3 separate regions of the Pan troglodytes genome follow, and all the other regions are linked to region 2. Evidence: chromatin contacts called from public HiChIP or PLAC-seq data. All regions are on one chromosome and are shown on one strand. Each heading gives the region's core, a stretch centred on a gene start, on an enhancer-like site or on the middle of the called end of the contact. The rest is flanking DNA. Distances are from core to core; before and after follow the strand shown. Region 1 holds the start of UBTD2 (ubiquitin domain containing 2). Region 2 holds the start of FGF18 (fibroblast growth factor 18). Region 3 holds the start of STK10 (serine/threonine kinase 10).

Region 1 (4,291 bases), core at 509-3,008, 870 kb after region 2:
CTTTCATGGACTTTTTCAAGACAACTTCCACTGAGTTCTCAAGTTATTTACCCAGGATTTAGTCATACAGGATACCCACAGATTTTAATAAAGTGGCATGGCTAACCATCATGGAATTCAGGAAATCCATTAGCCAAAAAACTTAGGTGTACATGGTTTGTGAAGAGAGCTTAAGTGACAGGGCAAGCAACTGGTCTAAATGTTAGTATGCTACGATAAAGTTGTAAACCCTCCCATACCCAAACAATTTAAAAATTTACAGACATGCACATTTTAAGGCAGCTAACATTAGGTCACAAATAAAACCAACGCTGTCATCTTTGCCTAAAGGCTGTTTATAACTAAAATATTCTACAGAATGGACGTAACCAAAGGTCACTTAAAGATAGAACTAATTTTATTATTATACTGCCATACTACAACTACTACTGATTGAATTAAAATACCTATCCTCAGCACGCTTTTACTATAAAGTAGGAGTGCGCTCCCGTGTTAGAAAACTTTTAAAGTACTGATCTTACTGGGGTAAGTCAGGGTCCAACTGCATTTGTACTTTTATCCTACATATTTTCCTTCTACTTAAGACAGATGGGAATTTGATTAGCCCACCCCGACAGCACACCGGCCTAACACCCCCAAGCTGTAGCAAGGAGCCACGTTTTACCCGGGAAGACCGTTTCCCCACCCCTCCTTAATACAATGCCTGCGGCCACTGGAGACTCCTCCAGCCGAGCTCCAGAAACTCGCAGGTTTAAATGGCCAATTTGGAACCAACCGGGGCAGCTGTCATCTGAAACTCAGGAAAGCTGAGACCAGCCAACTCCACAGAACAAGGAAGGGTGCGGAAAGATGTGGCGGGGCCCGTCGGAGGGAACGCATCAAGCTCCCTCCCCCCGCCATCAATTCGCTTTTCTGCAACCCCGGCGCCGCCATCCTGATCCTCAATAATTAAACGGCCTGGAGAGGGAGTGAGGTGGCCAGAAGGGCAGCTTCGGGTCCGACTTCCCTGAGCCGAGCGGGGCGGTCGGCGAGGCCAAGGGCTACGTCCCCGGCGCTCAGAGGACTTTTCTTCGGGGCTGGGGTGGGAAGGGGCGACCCCCGCGGCTGGCAGGGCAGCCGGAAGCGGAGCGCGGGGAATGACGTGGAAGAGGGGATGACAAAGGGGCGCGGGGGCCCGGCGCGGCCCGCGGGGGTCGGGACAGGTGGCCGGGCCTGGCCGGGAACAATGGGGGGCCGAGGCTGCCCCCTGGCGCTCACCTACCTCCGGTGCCCTCCGAGTTCTCGTTGAGGCTGCCCGAGGAGTCGTGCTGGGCGCCCACACACCCGCCCATGGGGGCCCCCGGCGCCTCGTCCGCCACCTCCGGACGCTCGTCCGGGCCCGCCGCCGCCGCCGCTGCAGCCTCCTCCGGCGCCACCGCCGAGCTCCGGACAGGCGCGCCGCTCCGCTCGCCCGCCGCGGCCCAGCCTCCGCCCCCCTCGCCGCTCCACCCACCGCCTTGGCTCGGCCCCTTCCTCCGCGCCCACTTCTACCTCAACCCCCGGGCCGCCCGCCCGGCAGGCCTGGCCCGCGCGCCGCCCTCGCCGTCGGCTCAGCCCCGCCAGGCCAGGGCTGGCCCATCCCGGGCGGGCCGCAGCGCCCGCCTCGCCCCCTCACAGCCCCGCACACCCGAGTCCAGGCGAGCCCCGCGCCGGCGCCTCGCGTCCGCCAGGACCCATCGGCCCCCGCCCCGCGGCGCCGCCCTCCGCACCCACGGCCTGGGCTCGGCCTGGGCTCGGCCCGGCCCGCCCGGAATCGCCGGAGAAGGGCGGGGCCACCGGAGGCCGCGCTCTGATTGGCTGCGGGCGGGGCTGCGAGCGGAGCGGGGCGAGGGTGAGGCGGGGGAGGGGACGCAGGGGGCTAGGTGGGGGGAGGACTGGAGGCGGGGGGAGGACTGGAGGCGAGGGGAGGAGGAGAGAGGGAGGACGGGAAGAAGAAAGGAGAGGGAAGAAGGGAGGGAAAGCAGGAAAAGCCGAACAAAAGTGAGAAAAGAGGAGTGGGAAGGGGCGAAATCGAGTTCCTGGCTCCTCGGCCGTCGGCTCCTTCTTGCTGGTGGAAGCGGGTCGCACGGGGGAACCGAGAAGTAGTCGTGGAAGACTCGCAGGCGGGGACGGGGCGGTTTCCCAAATAACGGGGGCTCGGGGGAGAGTGTCCTGGCCGAACCTTGAGGTCCCAGCGCCCTTTGAATTTGTATGGCGCTCCGTGGGTTGGTACCCCGAATCTGGGCTTCCTCTTGCCTGCCCACCCCCGTCTTCCCTAAAATCATGGGGCCCCATTATTAGGGGTGGAGGCAGTGGTTGTGGCAAACCAAACTGAGATTAGAGGCGAGGCGTCCTGATGGAACGCCTGGAAAGAAGAGATAAACGCTGACCTTAGTTCAGGGGGCGTGGGTTTCTTTCATTTTCACGGGATTAATGATTCAAACAATACTACTTATCAAGATCCTGCCTTTGGGTATCTTAAATCGTCCTTAGGCCAAAGTGAAGTGTAAATGAGTGAAACACCCTGCCTTTTCGAATCTAGAATTTGGGACATTGACCACGCCCAACATTCTTGGCGGTTACTTTTCCAATCTCAGCCAAATTGTTAATGGTCCCTTTAGAATTGTGCTTCGTGCTATGATGCCTTAAAATTGTTATCATCCTGCTTGGGCCTTTCTGAAGCTTATTTCTGCCTAAGAAGCTGTTTTAACTATCGGCTCCATTTTTATATCAGACTTTCTTTTTTTAACATCCTGGGTCAGCTTTTGCTTAGCACGAAAAGAAATTTTTTAAGTTGAAATACCTAAGAAAGAGATGCTCTGCAGCTTGGGATTTGCATTTAAATATATTCTCATACACTGCTGGTGGGAGTGTAAATTGGTTCAATCTTTTTTGCAAAGCAATTTGGCAATGCAGATCAAGAGCCTTAAAAATGTTCATATCCTTTGACTCGGGATTATTCCACATCTGGAAATCTAGCTCACAGAAATAGATCAAGATATTATACAAAGATTTAGATCTCTGTATTCATTTGATAAAAAGACAGTAGACAAGCAAAACCTACACTTAGGTTAAAACACAGAAATGTCGTGAGATATAGAAATCTGCTATATTAAACTCATCCTGAAGAATTAGTATTGTCCTCAGTTGTGGTCCTGAACATTCCAAAAAGAGCTTATGCCATCGATGTTATTATGAGTTTTCAGAGGTTGCTCTGACATCAGGGGCTGTGTCACAAAGCCTTCTGTCTGATCATTTTCAACTAACTATACACGTTGGCAGACACATCACTTCATCACTTCCCTGAAGAAGAGAAGCTGCATGCTGAATATTTGCAAAGAGATTGCTTTGTCCTGAATTTCACTCTAGAAATTGCAGAAACCAAGACTTCCACGATGTCTATTAAACAGATGGTAGGCACCCAAATGATGAGGGCTCTCCGATGAGCACTGAGGAGTTGGCACTAGGAAGAGAGAGCAGTCTCGGGGAGAGATTCTCAGCAATAGATGTTCTCCACCCTGCCTTTATCTTAGAGACACATTTCCCAGGAGGCAGAGTAGTGTCGCAGTCAGGGCCCCAGCTTGGCTATTAACTTCCTGGATTGGAATCTGGCTTCCATCGTGTACTAGCTATATGGTCTGAAGTTTCTGCCAGGCATGGTGGCTCACGCCTGTGATCCCAGCACCTTGGGAGGCTGAGGTGGGAAGCTCACTTGAGCCCAGCTGTTTCAGACCAGCCTGAGCAACATAGGGAGACCCTGTCTCTACGAAAAAATTTTAAAAATTAGCGGGGCGTGGTGGTGAGCGCCTGTAGTCCCAGCTACTCAGGGGGCTGAGGTGGGAGAATTACCTGAATCCAGAGAGGTGGAGGCTACAGTGAGCTGTGATCGCGCCACTGCACTCCAGTGTGGGTGACAGAGCGAGACCCTGTCTCAAAAAAAGAAAAAAGAAAGTTTGGCCGGGCACGGTGGTTCATGCCTGTAATCCTAGCACTCTGGGAGGCCGAGGCGGGCGGATCACGAGGTCAGGAGTTGGAGGCCAGCCTGGCCAATATGGTGAAATCCCACCTTTATTAAAAATACAAAAATTAGGCTGGGCGTGGTGCCTCACGCCTGTAATCCCAGCACTTTGGGAGGCCGAGGCAGGCGGATCACCAGGTCAGGAGATCGAGACCATCCTGGCTAACATGGTGAAACCCCGTCTCTACTAAAAATACAAAAAATTAGCCGGGCATGGTGGCAGGCGCCTGTAGTCCCAGCTACTCAGGAGGCTGA
Region 2 (4,360 bases), core at 210-2,709:
AGAATGTCTAAGTAAATTCAGCTTAAAAGCTTCATGCAGGAATTTTCCCCCTCAGCACCTGGTTTTGAAAAGGTTTTCTGCACTTGTGTCCGATGTTGAAACAGAGGCTATCTGTTTAAAATAGCCTCAGCTTTGAAAGGGAACTTAAAATAGCTTGCAAGGAGGCCTGATATTTGGAACAATTACTAATGTTTTATATTCATGGCTTCAGGAAATAGCACTGTTCGACAGTCCTACCTCAGTTTATGCTCTAGTGGACCATCAACCATTGCCAACGCAAGGAGGCTTTGACCAAATAGTCCAGATTCCTGAGTTTTGCTTGAGCCTGTACTCCAGCGTCTTTCTCACTGTGACCTATTTTCCTTAGCATCAGGCCCAAGCAGAGCTTGGCTGACACCAGCTCTAGACAGTGAGGCAGGTACGTGACAAGAACACCTACGTTTTGGGGTTGGTGGGAAGGACAGGAGTTATGCCTCTGGAAGGGGCAGAGGCGGTAAGAACCAGTGTCCTGAATGGGGCCCTGGTCAAAGGAACGAAGCTGCCTGGTATGCAAACGGAGGCAAGTCTTAGTCCGGTTTTGGGAGGAGGCCGGAAGAGGGCCTCAGCGTGGTCGCTGACCAGAGTCCTGCTGGCTGCTCCCCGGCGTGCAGCCGTCCGTGCTGGGGTTGCAGTGACGTCTCGGGGCCGCTTGGTGGTAGCCGTGTGTTTCCAAAGCTGGCTCGCCTACGGGACAGTCCAGCTGGGATCCCGTGAACCGACCCCAGAGCCCCGGAGGGGGCGAGGGGTGGGAAGGAGAGATGCCCCGGAGCCCCCTTCGCAGCGGCAGGGACGTAAGAAGAGGAAGGGGGCTCACTTATGTGGGTAGCCAGTCAAGAGGGTGGCTGGGAAACTCCACGATCACAGGGCGGGTAAAAGCGACCCCCATTCAGTGGAGCCGCCCCGGGGCTGGGTTTGACCCGCCCCTCTCGGCTCTCCACTAGAGCGCTGGTGAGTGAGTGCGAGTAGCGAATGTGGGCAGGTGAGGACGTTCCGTACCTAACTGCGTTCTTGGGGAGCATCGCCTGCCCAATTTGGGCAACGTTTGCGCGGAGGAGCGGTCACTGCGCTCGGGCGCAGAGCTCCGACGGCTTCCAGCGCTCACCAGCTTCAGTCTCGCGGGTCCTGCCCCTTCGGAGCTGCCGGTCCCGTCTCCGAGAGTCTGAGCGCCTCCCCTCCAACCCCGAGCCGCCAGAAGGAGGAGGAGGCAGCGAGAGGCCGCGGCAGGCAGGCGAGCAGGCAGGGCCGCCTTTGATGTGGGCTGGGCGCACCCAGGCGAGCTGAGCGCCCGTCCGGCCGCGCCCCGAGGGGGGAGCCCCCAGGCCCCGCATCCTCATTGTGCCGGCTCGGGCCCGGGCCCGCCCCCGGCCCCCCGCCCCCTCGCCGCCCGCGCGTAGAAAACGCCCCGGCCGCCGCCAGTGGTGGGAGGCGGCGATGCGCACGGCCGGAGAGACGCGGAGGAGGAGACATGAGCCGGCGGGCGCCCAGACGGAGCGGCCGTGACGCTTTCGCGCTGCAGCCGCGCGCCCCGACCCCGGAGCGCTGACCCCTGGCCCCACGCAGCTCCGCGCCCGGGCCGGAGAGCGCAACTCGGCTTCCAGACCCGCCGCGCATGCTGTCCCCGGACTGAGCCGGGCAGCCAGCCTCCCACGGACGCCCGGACGGCCGGCCGGCCAGCAGTGAGCGAGCTTCCCCGCACCGGCCAGGCGCCTCCTGCACAGCGGCTGCCGCCCCGCAGCCCCTGCGCCAGCCCGGAGGGCGCAGCGCTCGGGAGGAGCCGCGCGGGGCGCTGATGCCGCAGGGCGCGCCGCGGAGCGCCCCGGAGCAGCAGAGTCTGCAGCAGCAGCAGCCGGCGAGGAGGGAGCAGCAGCAGCGGCGGCGGCGGCGGCGGCGGCGGCGGAGGCGCCCGGTCCCGGCCGCGCGGAGCGGACATGTGCAGGCTGGGCTAGGAGCCGCCGCCTCCCTCCCGCCCAGCGATGTATTCAGCGCCCTCCGCCTGCACTTGCCTGTAAGCGCCCGCGCGCGGGGCTGCCCACCTTGCCTGGCTGTCTGTTCGTATGCCTGTGCCCTGTACCTCTGTCTGCCCGCCCGTCGGTTCGCCTGACTCTTCGACTGCGTGTCTGTCTGTCCGTGCGCCCCCTTCCTCAGGTCCCACTGACCGCTTCTCCATCTGTTTCCCGCAGGTGTTTACACTTCCTGCTGCTGTGCTTCCAGGTACAGGTACGTGGGCTCCTGACTTTGACCTCCTCCCGCCCCTGCCTCGCGGTACACGCCGACCCCCCTTCCCCGGCCGCGCCCCCTCCCTGTGCCCCACCCCTCCTGGGCGCCGAGCCCAGTGCACCTGTTCCCAGGGCTCGGAAGGGCGGCTCCGCGTGCGCCCTGCGCCGGCGGGGAACCGGCCAAGGGCAAGGGGCTCTGTCGCGGGGCCCGAGGAGGCGCTGGCTGTCGCGGCCACTGTCGGCCTCGGCTGGGAGGAGATCCCGCAGAGCCGGCGGGCTCAGCCGCAGCAATATACCCAGCTCTAAGACCCCTGCCCGCAGCCAGCGAGGGGTAGGACCTAGGGATTTTCTCTGCCAACCTTCCCTTAACATCGCCGCTTCCAAACAAAAAGACTTTCAGCCGAGTGGATTTCGAGTCCAGGGAGAAAGCTTCAGTTGTAAATTACTCTGTGGTTTTGAAGGCGCTTGCAGCACTGAGACACACACACAGACACACACACATGCCCGGGACGAGGGGAAGCTCGAGGGCGCCTAGGCCGAGTGGCCGCTGCCCGCGAGGCCGCTCCCGGATGGGCCGCGCTCCGCACTCCCTCGCCTAAGGTGGTGCAGCCCTCGTTGGTTCCCCGCCTGCTCCCCGTTCGCTCGCTCTCCGTGAATCAGAAGAGGGCTTGGCGCTCAGCCTGGAAAGCACTTGCTAAAATCTGATCTGTTACTTCAGCAGCTTTCAGACTCGGGAAGGTCTTGGCACGCAGACAGTTGGAACGCTCTGGCTTCCAAAGCCGTAGAAATGAAGGAAAAAGGGTTGGGGGGAGGGAGAGAGAAGAGCGAAAAAGGGAGCCGACTTCAGCCCCGATTAGAACCAGACCAGGGTTGCCTCTGCATGGTGGGGGTGGGGGGGCGGCGGGCAAAGGGAATAGGAAGCGTCAGCTCCCCAAGCCCCCACCCACCTAGTGCTGCAAGGGGCCAGGCCAGGAGGAACTGGACACAGGCCAAAAGAGGGTTGTCTGACCCTTCCCCCTCGGTGGAAGGCAGGTGGCTTTCCGGGATTAGAGAAGATTCTTAGACCTTAGCCTTCTGGATTGTGGAGATCCCCAGAGCGAGCCTTGAGCACAGGAAATTGGTGGTTCTCCCTGTTTTCTGGTTCAAGGAGTGTTGTGTGCCTTGAGCACTGCGCGACTCAACAGCCACTCGCAGTGTTTGGCGGTGGTGGGCCTGCTATCTTCCTTCCACGCCCAGGAGAGGGTTGTTACCCTCCTGATAGGCACTGAGCTGGGGGCATCCAGTGGGGCTTGGGGATGGAAGGGTGGACGGACTGATGGGTTCTTTCCTCCTGTTGGCCAGGCTGGGGTCCCCAGTGACTCCTTGAATCAATATAACTGGAGTCAGTAACTTAAGACTGGCTGTTTGCCAAAGCAGATGTGACCTGTGTGGTGATGGGGGTGGGGGTGGGGGTGGGGAATGGCTGGTGTCAAAGAGGGAGACCAGTGCCAGGCATGGCCTGCCTGGTCTGCAGCTGAGTCCCCAAGCAGAGGGCAGGCCCCGGGGTCACTCCAGGGGGTCTGCTTGTCTGACCTGGGCAAGAGCTCTTTTCCAGAGTGCTGTGCCTGGGGGCAGGAGGGATGAAATGGGCAAGGAGCAGCAGGGAGGCCTGCGGATGTGTGGCTCAAGCCTCTGGATGCCTGCTGCTGTTGGTTCTTCTTGAAGTAGGGCCCAGAAGGGGCTGCTGTGTGGTCTTTGTGTTCTCCGTGGGAGCTGGAGGGAGGGAGTGTGGACTCTGCATCCCACCTCCACCTCCTGGCCAGAGCTAGAGCCAGCATCTTGGGAAAGAGCTGGGTGGTCTGCCCTGGTTAGGTCAAGAGGCAGCCTTCAAGCAGGTGAGGGATCCTCCTCTCCCCACCACCTCCACCTTCCCCCTTGTCCCCACCGGCCTTTCTGCATCCAAAGTGCCATAAGACTGATGTTTTTCACCCATGGTCCATGTACCCTTGGAGTGTCAAAGGATGGGATTGTGGGAGGGGGAGGCCCCTGAAACACTGCACAAAAATGGTGCTCAAATGTGCTGTGTCTGGAAGAGGGTTGCCTGCTCCCCACAGAGTTTCAAAACA
Region 3 (4,615 bases), core at 1,243-3,742, 770 kb after region 2:
AAAGGAGGACAGCAAGTCGGGGCAGTCCAAAAGCACTGCCTCTCGGACCACAAGACCTCTCCCTACCCCGTAACAGGAAGTGTGGGCTCAGAGGGGAGGTGGCAAGGAAACAAAAGAGGCACCAGGCCAGGCACAGTAGCTCACGCCTGTAATCCCAACACTTTGGGAGGCCGAGGTGGGTGGATCAACTGAGGTCAGGAGTTCGAGACCAGCTTAGACAACATGGTGAAACCCCGTCTCTACTAAAAAAACAAAAATTAGCCAGGTGTGGTGGTGTGTGCCTGCAATCCCAGCTACTTGGGAGGCTGAGGTAGGAGAATTGCTTGAACCCAGGAAGTGGAGGTTGCAGTGAGGGCCGAGATCAAACCACCGCACTCCAGCTTGGGCAACAGAGTGAGACTCCGTCTCACAAAAAATAAAAATAAAAAAAGGCACTGAGTGGGCCTGGTTGGTCTCAAAATTGCCACCGCTCCAGGTCAGGCAGGGTGGCTCACCACTGTAATCCCAACAGTTTGGGAGGCTGAAACGAGCTGACTTCATGAGCTCAGGAGTTCATGACAATCCTGGGCTACGTGGCGAAACCCCAAGTCTACAAAAAATACAAAAATTAGCCGGGCTGTGGTGTGCACCTGTAGACCTAGCTACTCCGAAGGCTGAGGCAGCAGAATTGCTTGAGCCCAGGAGGCAGAGGTTGCAGTGAGCCGAGATCGGGCCACTGCACTCCAGACTGAGCAACAGAAGGAAACCCTGTCTCAAAAAAAAGAAAAGAAAAAAGAAAAACTGCCACCACTCCAAGCCTCTAGGGAAGTACTTCTCAAACCTATTTGCTTAGGAATCACCTGGGATCTTATTAAAACGTAGACTCTAATTCAGCAGGTCGGGGCTGGGCCTGAGATTGTTCACTTCTAACAAGCTCCCAAATGATGCTATTATAACACCGGTCATCTAGGAACTACTTCGGTAACTAGGCGATAGACCACTTCCAAGTCAGAGGAGAAGGCCTGGAGAAGCCTTCTCTGTGGTCCAGCCTCATAGAACGACAATCCTAGGGTCAGAGTGGCCTACAAGCTACAGGAGCCCCAAGGAGGAGGATAGTGGCTTAGAAGAGAGGTGCTCTCCTGGAGGTATACACCAATTTAACAAGTAGGAGTCTCCCAGTAAAAATTTTCTTAGGGGAAAGGGGGGAGTCAAGCTGTAGGTGTTGGCTCCCTAAAACAACTCACCACCTCAGAATTAGCTCCCAGGAGCAGAAACCAACGTCCTGCTGCCACACTTCTCTAGACTCAATCAGCTGTGCCCCACCCACTCCACAAAAGCTCTCTGCCGCGTCTTCCTCTAGGGGAGAGGTGACTGCAGGCTGGGAGACTCCCCAGCTGTGACTCAGACCGACGGAATCAAATCTGTTCCCCCAGGCTCAGCATTCACCAGATCCTGACCTCCCCCTCTGCCCAGCCCCAACCCACCTTTCCAAGCCCCACCTCTCAGTCCATGGGCCACCCCTCGCCCACCCCACTTCCCTGTCTCTGGCTCATCTTCAGATGTGTCCCTAGCTCCCAGCCCGTCCAAGCGCAGCCGAGTTTCTCGGTCCACATCGCCTCGATATTCCCACAGCATCTGTGTGGTCTCTCTAAAAAAAAAAGTGTGCCCGTATCGCCGTTTTACGGAACGTCCCTGGAAGGTCCCTCGAGTGGCCCTCTCGGATGCTGAGGTCCTGTCAACGCCCCTTTGTCTCCTCGTGCGGCGCCGAGCGCAGTGCAGGACACACAGGAAGTGCTCCGAAACAGGGCTAGGGTGGGGGCGGCAACCGTGCCCGGAGGGGGCGCCCAGAGCGCAGGGACTCGGCCGGGCCGAGTGATGTTCCCCCCAAAAAACAGGAGTCATCGGGATGAGGGCCAGGGACCCCGAATTCAGCGCCGGGCAGCCCTCGGAGCCGGAGCCAGGCTGGCCGGGTCCGGGTCAGGCATCCCTTCCTTCCGGAGCCCCTCGACGCGCGTCCGGCCACCCACCTCAGCGCCCTCACCTTGTAAACCTTGCCGAAGGCGCCGTCGCCCAGCTCGCCCACGATCTCCCACACCTCGTTGGGGTCCAGGTCGCGGCGGACGTGCTCATATTCGCGGGACTTTCTCTTCTCGAAGGTAGACAGACGCAGGATGCGGCGGAAATTGGCAAAAGCCATGGCCGGGGGCGCGGTGGCGCCGGCTCGGGCTCGGGCTCGGGCTCGGGCTCGGGCTGTGGCTTCGGCGGCCGCGAGGAGAAGGAGGAGGAGTTGGAGGACGCCGCGTCTCTCGGGGTTCTCCCCAGACCCGCCCTTCCCCGCAGCCCGACCTCGGTCAAGTGTGCCCTGGGCAGCGCCGCGCCGGGAGCACCCGGAACCGCGCAGGCGGCGGCGTCCCCGCCCCCGCCCTCGCCCTGTCAGGTCCCCAGGGCCGCCTCCCTTGTGCCGGCCTCGCAGCTCCTGCCCGGCCCAGCCCTGCCTGCGAGAGCCTCGGACCCGTTCCAGGGGACCGTCCCCGCGCCCGCCCACCGGCCCGGCTCCACCTGCCGCTCCCCGGCAGAGCCCCGGGACCCCCTAATTGGCTGCGGGCGCTCCCCGGCTCCGCCCGTCGCCGCAGGGCACTCTGGAAACTGTAGTCCCCCCACACCACGCTCCGCGAGCCGCGGGCTGGGCTTTGGGGAAGCTTCGGGGACCGCTCGGTGGGACCGCTCATGGACTCAGGAGCCCGCCAGCCGCGCCGCGTGGCTCCCAAAACTTTTGTGGGAGCAAGCGGGACGGCGACTTGGCATTTCGCGAGAGCCCACGGATCGTTGTCAGCGCCCAGAAGGTGAACCTGCACTCGTTCATTTAATCCTCCCGCAGCTATTCCGCTAGGCTGCCCTCGCCCCCACTTTTCCGATGGGGACGCCGGCAGGCGAGGGCACTCGCCCCAGGCACACACGCTGGCTGCCCGTCTGCTGCGGGTTCCTCGGCGCGGTGCTGCCTCCTAGTGTGCGACGGGCAACGCCGGTGCAGCCGCGGCCAGTCCCTGCAGGGCCCGGCTTCCCGGCGCGGTCCTTTCCAGGGGCTCCCCGTCCGCGATCCACAAACCTGCCAGGATTAGAGGGCTGGGAGAAAGAGCTCCTTTGGCACTGATTTCTCTTATGTTTCCTGATGGGTTTGCGGATGTATTTGCATATTAAATAAAAACTTTATTCTAATTTTTAATTTCCTAGTTTCAAAAAAGATGAGCGCACTACATACAGATCAAACTAGTCTTCTTTGAGCACCTTCATTCTCGATCCTGGCTACTTGAGTCACTTCACTGCTACTGTTGCCTGTTTGTCCTATAGACGGTTATAACATGCTTTTACCTGAATCTAAGGAGAGTGCTGGGGGGCGGGTGGGGCGGGCAGTCTGCAAGGGTTATTATTTGGACCGTGTCATAAACAAGTTGAGTCTTCGCAAATGTCACACTTCAATAGCTCCAACCCCAGAGAACGGCTGTGTTGAGGTGTTTTCGCCCCTTCCTCGGTGCTTTGTTCGAAAACATCCTTTGAGCAGTGTGCAAACACCAAGCATGGTTTTCCACTGGGAAGGCCAGCTCAAGAAGCCTGCGATGCTGGTAGTGGTCGGCGCAGAGGGTGTCCTGACTAAAGGTTGCTAAGCCGTTCGGAATGTTTCCACAGCTGCAGGAGTGCCTGGAATTGTAGAGGGTCTTTAAAAGAAGGAAATGCCGCTCGTCGCTGACCGTTCTCATTGAGTCAGGCGCTGTCTGAACCTCCCAAAACATGCTGAAAGGCAGGTCTTTCATTTGTTTCAGACCATTTGGCCAACTGTACGAAGCGGGTGGGGAGACCAAGAGGGTTGCTTCCATACTAGGAGATGAAGGCTCTGACTCCACGAAAGCTGTAGGCCTGGAGGGCTCTGACCAGCTCTGAGAGCTCCAGAAAAGCAAGCAAGCGAGAGAAAGAGAGAGAGAGAGAAAGGAAACAGAGAAAGAGAGAAAGAAAGAAAGAGAAAGGGAAAGGAAAGGAAGAAAGAGAGAAAGAAAAAGGAAAGGAAGAGAAGGAGAGAGAAAGAGGGAGGGAGGGAGGGAAGGAAGGAAGGGAGGGAGGGAGGGAGGAAGGGAAAGAAAAATGGAGAGGTTCATTCATTCAATAACACTAAGTCAAAGAAGCCAGACACAAAAGGCCCTGTGTTCTATAAATTTCCATTTATATGAAATGTCTGGAAAAGGCAAATCCATACAGACAGAAAGTAGATTAATGGTTGCCTGGAGCTAGGTGTGAAATGGGAATTAACTGTACATGAACAATAAACAGTCTAATTGGGGTGATGAAAATGTCCTAAAACTGCACAATGGTGACAATTTCATAATTTGGTAAATTTGCCAAAAATAATTGAATTTTAAACTTTCATTTTTGTAAATGGATGAATTTTATGTGTAAATTATACCTCAATAGCATTGTAAGAAATACATTGAGGTTCAATAGAATCAAAGCTACTTCTTTGAAATAACTAATAGACAAGACTAGTCAAAGAAAAAGAAAAAAAGGGTCGGGCACGGTGGCTCACACCTGTAATCCCAGCACTTTGGGAGGCCAAGCTGGGTGGATCACCTGAGGTTAGGAGTTCAAG

Evidence for each region. HiChIP or PLAC-seq counts read pairs in DNA pulled down with a chosen protein or histone mark.
Region 1: an H3K4me3 HiChIP or PLAC-seq map of stem cell-derived excitatory neurons shows a contact between it and region 2, with 5 times the contacts expected there. The contact joins the promoter of UBTD2 here to the promoter of FGF18 in region 2. A contact is called at or near these places in 1 of 7 Hi-C or Micro-C datasets (stem cell-derived neural progenitor cells) and 1 of 1 datasets of contacts at active chromatin or transcription factors (stem cell-derived excitatory neurons).
Region 3: an H3K4me3 HiChIP or PLAC-seq map of stem cell-derived excitatory neurons shows a contact between it and region 2, with 7 times the contacts expected there. The contact joins the promoter of STK10 here to the promoter of FGF18 in region 2. A contact is called at or near these places in 1 of 7 Hi-C or Micro-C datasets (stem cell-derived neural progenitor cells) and 1 of 1 datasets of contacts at active chromatin or transcription factors (stem cell-derived excitatory neurons).

Annotation. Positions count from the first base shown.
Region 1 is chr4:169,945,118-169,949,408 of NHGRI_mPanTro3-v2.0_pri, forward strand. UBTD2 (ubiquitin domain containing 2) reads right to left here and starts at 1,759. Exons shown (of 3, transcript XM_016954201.4): 1 at 1,262-1,759. The coding sequence starts at 1,331.
Region 2 is chr4:169,074,078-169,078,437 of NHGRI_mPanTro3-v2.0_pri, forward strand. FGF18 (fibroblast growth factor 18) reads left to right here and starts at 1,460. Exons shown (of 5, transcript XM_016954191.4): 1 at 1,460-2,044; 2 at 2,220-2,256. The coding sequence starts at 2,013.
Region 3 is chr4:169,847,495-169,852,109 of NHGRI_mPanTro3-v2.0_pri, forward strand. It overlaps STK10 (serine/threonine kinase 10), which reads right to left and starts at 2,493. Exons shown (of 19, transcript XM_016954200.4): 1 at 2,021-2,493. The coding sequence starts at 2,176.